2 separate regions of the Rattus norvegicus genome follow, and region 2 is linked to region 1. Evidence: chromatin contacts called from public Hi-C data. All regions are on one chromosome and are shown on one strand. Each heading gives the region's core, a stretch centred on a gene start, on an enhancer-like site or on the middle of the called end of the contact. The rest is flanking DNA. Distances are from core to core; before and after follow the strand shown.

Region 1 (3,218 bases), core at 648-3,147:
AGTATAAAATGTCAAAAAAAAAAAAAAAAGAAAGACAGCTTTTCCCCTGCTTCCTTCTCAGCCAGCAGGTGCTAATAGGTTTTAAATGGAGCTTTGACAGAGAAAGATAAAGCATGAAAGGAGGTGGCAGGAGGGCATGCACACACACACACACAGACACACACACACACACACACAGACACACACACAGACACACACACACACACAGACACACACACACACACACACACACACACACACACACACACACTGGTGTTTTCTTCTCATCCTCCAAATCTCTTTCCAGTTGCTGTTAGTGGGGACTTTATTTTGGAGGATGAGAAGAAAACTCGCACACTGGTGTGCAAGTGTACATGTGTTCGTGTGTGTGTGCATATGCATATGCGCATGTGCATGTACCCACCCATGCAGGCCCCCACACACACACACCCTTCTGTCAGTTTTCTCTCCACGTTACCTATATGGAATGTGGGTGTAATGGCCCTGATACAACAGCCTTTCTGAACAGTTTAGAATTAAAACTCTGTGCTTGGGACAGCGATGAAGAAAAGTAAAAAGCACCTTCATCCCTAAAGACTGGGCTCCTCTGCCATCCCAGTTCCAGAATTACTGCCTCTGGACTCCTTTGTGTTGTTATTGTTGTTCTGCTTTCTATTTTGAGACAGGCGTGACTTGAACTCGCTCTGTACCCAGGCTTGTCTAAAACTTGTGATCCTCCTATTTCAACCTCATAAGCATGAATTGTTTTATGAGCAAGAATAAACTAATGTTTAGTACCTGAAATAAATTCTCCACTAACAGCAACTGATTATAGTCCTCCGTTGCTAAAGGTCAGTCCAGAAAATGTCGAAGACAGCACATTTCTCTGGAAAGAGATTGGGAGGATGAGAAGAAAACTTAGCAAATGACCCTGCCCCTGTCCCTGCCAGACCCCCTGTCCACTGTCTGCAACATTGACTTCATTTCAATACCTTTCCAGATACCCAAAGAGCTAAAACTCTTTGTTCTCTATGTTCTGTGTTCTCTCTGGGCTTCAGTTACTCGCTATGCCATGTGAAGATAAGGCTAAATTGTCTAAGAGAGTCTTTGATGTGATACAGTGTGGATGCGCTCGTGGCTTTGCGGCTGACCGGCTTTGCCAGTGTGAGTGGGCTACCAGCTTCTTGGAGCATCCCGTTTTCATCTCAGTTGCTTAGCATATCAGGGACACGGAACAGCAAAGATAAAATGAGGGGGGGTCCTATGCAGTGCCACCCAGAAGAGAGGGACTCTGTAACTCTAACAGCTTTGGGACTGGGGTCGCCTGGCCTTTTCCAACCTCACACATCACATATGTATGTTCAGGTTTATGTCAGAACTTGCCCGTTCCACCTCCCTTTATCTCCCTCATGTCCTCCAAACCACCATTCAGGAAAACCAAAATTCCATGGAGAAAGGAGAAGGGGGGGTGTTTGTATGAGAAATAGACTTAATCCCTTTAAAGAATGCAACTCCAGAGACAATGCCCTCCGTCTTCTGACTGACCCCTTCCAAGGGTGCCAGGGAGTTCCGACACCATTTATCTTCAAGGCAGGAAGATGTGGCTATCCAGGGAGCTCCCTGCTTCTCATTGGCCCAGAGCTCTACCTGTGATGTGGCTTTCTGACAGGGAGTTCAGTTGTCCTGGCACTCAATCTCCATGGCAACCCTTGCTCCAGAGACACTGAATGGAAACTGCTGGCATGGGGAGGCCAGCAGCAGAATACTGATTTGCCCGGGTGTCTGCAACATCGGCTGCATTTCAATACCTTTCCAGATACCCAGAGAGCTAAAAATACACCTGGCTCTGTCTAGGGCCCCTCAGCCAGTCAAAGCATCTTAAAGAATCTCTGTGCTGACTCTGACCTGCTAATATTAGTATCTTTGCCAGTTTGGACTTGGGGGACTTGGACTGGGGCTTGAATGCGAGGTTGTAGAGCTCAAGTCTAGAGAGAGGGATTGTGAGAAGAGCTGAGGTCCGCCTGCCCTGCGCCCCAGAGGAAACTGAAGGGTTTGAAGGGGGCGATCAGCAAGAAGCCTGTTGAATCCTTACTCTTCATAGAGTTTTGGGGGTATTGTTGCTTGACTCAGACTGTTTGAGCATTTGTTCATCTGCTCACTCAGTAAACGTATATTCAGCACCTACTCGGCTCCAGGCTTTGTGCAGGGCACCAAGGTTGCAGGGGTGACTAAAAGAGCATGTATGTTCCCTGATCTCAGCAGACCATACCGGGGAGTTGAAGTCAAGATTAGCCGCGGGAGTCTAGCTACGCTATGCATCTATCGGGCCGATATGTCTGCTAGAGCAACGAGCTGCTTCAGCTGGAAGATCCTCTTGCGTATAACCCTGGCACTGTTTCTAGCACCTAGTAGGCAGTAAGCTGATACCGGATTAGATGTAATGGGATAGAATAGAACGGCGCTGTGGTTCCAGCCGCGGCCTGTCCCACCCTCGTCTTGTAGCCTCTCTCTGGGCCTCCATGAGGCTTTGGCTAGCTCTGCGGAGTGCATGCTCAGGCTATGACATGCTGTATTCGGGATAAATGAGGTGACCGTTTAGCTGACACCTGCTAAGGGAGCTCACCATAAAGTGACAAGTTGAATTAATTCCTAGTCTCTCTGGCGGGATCTACAGACAGTCCTCCTCCAACCCATCTCTGTCTTCCCGTAATCACTGCACATGTCATTCAATTAATTCTGCATTTCCCAGAGCAGGAGACTGTACAGAGTTTAAAGCCATGCAGCCCATGCCAAGACTGCTAAAAAAAAAAAAAAAAGCAGGTGTCCCACACTTGGCTCCAGCCGCAGCTCCAGTTCCAGCCTCCTCCTCAGGCAGATAAACCACAGATGGGAAAAATGGAACATGACCACTGCTCTTGGGGACTGTCCTTGGATACCCAGTATGGGCAGGTAACTTAGGTACAAATGATGCCCCAGATCACCTAACAATGTTAGGGTGAGTGTTGGGGATCAGACCCTGCAGGGACAGAGAAGGGGCAGGGCTCCTGGAAGCATTCCAAACCCTCCAGGGTGTGGCTGAGAGTGAGAACAAATATGAGCTACTTCATCCTCAGGCCTGGCAAGGAACCCCCAGGGATACCTGTGGGGAGGGGCAGGGCAGAGCAGAGCTACTTCAGGTTCTCTCTGCCACCCTGCAGCTAAGAGTACAGATCGTTCCTTCCTTCTGCTCTATTTCCTCC
Region 2 (2,994 bases), core at 398-2,897, 47 kb after region 1:
CGCCGCCATCCGACTCTGGCCGACCCCCGCCGTCGGGATCCGCCAGCCAGGCAAGGCGGGTGCCCGGTAGGGTGCGCAGGGTGCTGCGGTAGGTCTCATGTCGCGTGCCGCCCACGTTGATGATGATCTTCTCCGACGCCTCGCCCTTGGCCATCTCCTCCTTCAGACATGTTTTGGACGGAGGCTTGTTCCCCGACTTGCGCCCGCGGTAGGAGGAGACACACACCGAGCTGATCATAAGAAGCGCTGCGGGGCTCCGGCTTGGGGCGGCCGCTGCCCTCCAAACACCCTTCCCAAGGAGGCAGCGTCAGAACGGGGAGGGGGAGGAGACGAGAAGGAGGAGGAGGTGGTGGAGGAGGAGGAGGCAGGAGGTGGTGGCGGCCCCTTCTGCAGAGTGGCTCTGCCCCTGCCTCCCCCCCACCCCACCCCCCCGGGGCTCGGAGCAGGAAGAGTTGGCTTTTTGTGGTGCACAGGTGGTTGGGATTTGGCAGGAAGAACCTAGGGGAGGCAGGAGGTGAAGACCAGGGTCGAGGACTCAATCCAAGGGGTCCGGGGTCTCAGAAGGTTGAGGCAAGCACAAGGATGCTCCGGGCCGGGGACACGCCCCCCCCAACCCCAGAAAGACAGAGAAGCGCACAGTCCCAGAGCACTGCCAGGGTCCGCAGCGCGCTCGCTCGCTCACACTCACACGGGCCACCTTTTGGCTCCTAGAACCCGGCGAGCCTGGACGCGGCAGGGTTTCTCCGGGCGGCGGCAGCGGCGGAGGCAGCAGCGTAACAGCAACAAGTCTTCGGAGTGGCTACCGGGGCCAGGCGGATGTTCTTACGGTAGCCAGAGCTCTGCGGGGCCGGGCAGTGTGCGGTCAATTCGAGGCGGCGGTGGCGGGCATGTGGCCTGTTGCCCCCATTCATAAATCCAGCGCGGAGCACCGATGGCGGGCGGGGCTGAGCCGAGCGAGACGGACCAGCGGGTGGGAGCTGCGCAGGACCAGGCGACAGGAAAACAAGCGCGCCCGCTGCAGCGAGCCTGGGTCCTGCGTCCGCGGCCGGGAGCTGCGCGGGGCTGGGTGCAGCGCTGCGGGGGCCGCGCCGGGACGGGGAGGGGGGGATTCAGACGGGGCGTCCTGCGCGGCGCAGAGCCTGGAGGGCGGGGCTGCTCTGAAGAGCCAGGCACCCAGTGCTGGCGGAGGAGTGTCCCGGGCGGTGGCCGAATGGTCAAGGACACCTGCAGGCTTCCGAGGCCGCTCCAAGAGGGAGCCTCAGCGCAGCGCCCCGGCGCCGGGTTCCTGCGATCTGGCGGCGCCGGGAGCCGCGCCATCTGCGCGTCTGCCCATCTCCGGGCGGGGCGCCGGCCTTGGCTCCTTGCTAGGGGCGGGCGCGAGGTGGTCTAGGGATGGGAGCGCCTGGGCGCCAGAGGAATGGGGCTCAGAGGTTTCTGCGACTCCCTCCCGCGATGACAGAGGATGCGACGCTCCAAGTGGCGCCTTTTCCTCTCGGCCTCGCTTGACCCGGGCGCGCCCTCCGGGGGGCGGGGTGGGCGCGGCAAGGCGCAAGGCAGACCTGGGGCGTTGCGGAGCTCCGGCAGCAAAGCTCAGCCTTCATCCGCGCATCCCAGCCCAGCGGAGGCGCGTAACCCGCTAGCAGCCAGTGCCCAGCGTCGCGCGCCGCCCCTGCGCGCCTCCGCTGCCATCCCCTCTCTGCCCCACTCCCCGCCTCTCCCTAGCCCTCAGCTCCACCCACTGCAGCCCTTGGTGACACCCAAGCGCTCTCGACCCCTGACCTTTAACCTCTCTTCCTGTCTCTTTCTCTACACCTCTTACAGCTACCCCGCTCGTATTGTTGTGGTTTCACTGTTTCATTGTGGCTGACTGGAAGCCAGGATGGAATAGAGTGGCAAGACTGTACATCAAAGAAGAGACTGTCCTCTCCTCTTCCCGAAACATGGTCTGACCACCGTGGCCCCATCCTGTGTCTTGGACACTCTGGATCTTGATATTTATGATCTCTGACATAGTCACCACAGCTTCCACCTTGGAGCCAGGACAGCATGGCCTTGGGCAGAGAAATGTTTCTGGTCTAGGTGGAGGGAAGCTCTAAGCCTGCTGCTGTCCGTGGAGAAATGGTTTATGAGTGTGTTCCTGAAGATGATCAGGTCGAAGGCCTGGCTCCCTGTTGCAGTGAAGGGAACCTAGGAGACGCCACACTCTTCCTCATGCTATCTTAGGGTCCTACTGCTGTTCCAGTCCTTGCACTTGTCTCTGCCTTGTCTTCTCTCCCAGACTGCGGGTTCCTCTAGGCTGCACTGTGCTTTTTCATCTCGATAACACCCACAGTGGCCGCCTCTGAGGACCTATTTGCTAAGTAATTGAGAAGCTGCTGTATCCAAAACATGAAGCATTAGACTTTGTTGGCCTTCTCCCAGAAGCAATTTCCAGATTCATTAGTTTTAGGGTTTTTTTTTTTTTTAAGCGTAGAACCACACCTACATCTTTAATATCCTCCCTCTTCATCTCTTCCCCTTCTCTCTGCTTCAGGAACTCTGGGAGATACAGGGAGGACTTTTAAACAGAAGTACAAGGTGATTGACACATCACACCTGACCACCTGACACTACATGTGCGTACCACCTGAGATCTGGAACAGGCAGCTCCGAGAGAGGTTAAAGGGCCAATGTAAACGCAAGGGATTTCTATAAAGCAAAGGTCTTGTCATTAATGAGGGTTTTAAAACCCCAGAAAACAAAAGCAAAACAAACAAACAAACAACCCCAAATTATCATGTGTACTAGCATTCAGGACAGGCCCATACCACCATCTTGACTGTAGTTAGAAGCACTCATTTGTGGGTATCCTCTTTGGGTACTCCCTTACTCTTAGATATTATGTCTGGATTCCAGAGTTTAGTGCAGCAAAAGAAATACTTCAACATGACTGAGAAGAGAAGATCGAGGACTGCCTAGGACCGAATTGAGAAAGGAAGCACTACCAAGAGGATA

The links. A called contact is a pair of places that touch in the nucleus more often than the background predicts.
Region 2: a Hi-C map of psoas muscle shows a contact between it and region 1, with 2.3 times the contacts expected there. The contact joins the promoter of Kcnc4 here to the enhancer-like site in region 1. A contact is called at or near these places in 2 of 12 Hi-C or Micro-C datasets (frontal cortex and psoas muscle) and 1 of 1 datasets of contacts at active chromatin or transcription factors (oligodendrocytes).

The regions. Positions count from the first base shown.
Region 1 is chr2:197,739,589-197,742,806 of GRCr8, forward strand. No RefSeq gene overlaps it. Among named protein-coding and RNA genes, the nearest start is that of Kcnc4, 47 kb to the right of the region's middle. Within about 2 kb of position 1,898, at least 25 of the 93 cell types and tissues checked have an H3K27ac peak or open chromatin away from gene starts, as enhancers often do.
Region 2 is chr2:197,786,786-197,789,779 of GRCr8, forward strand. Kcnc4 (potassium voltage-gated channel subfamily C member 4) reads right to left here and starts at 1,648. Exons shown (of 4, transcript NM_001415110.1): 1 at 1-1,648. The coding sequence starts at 238.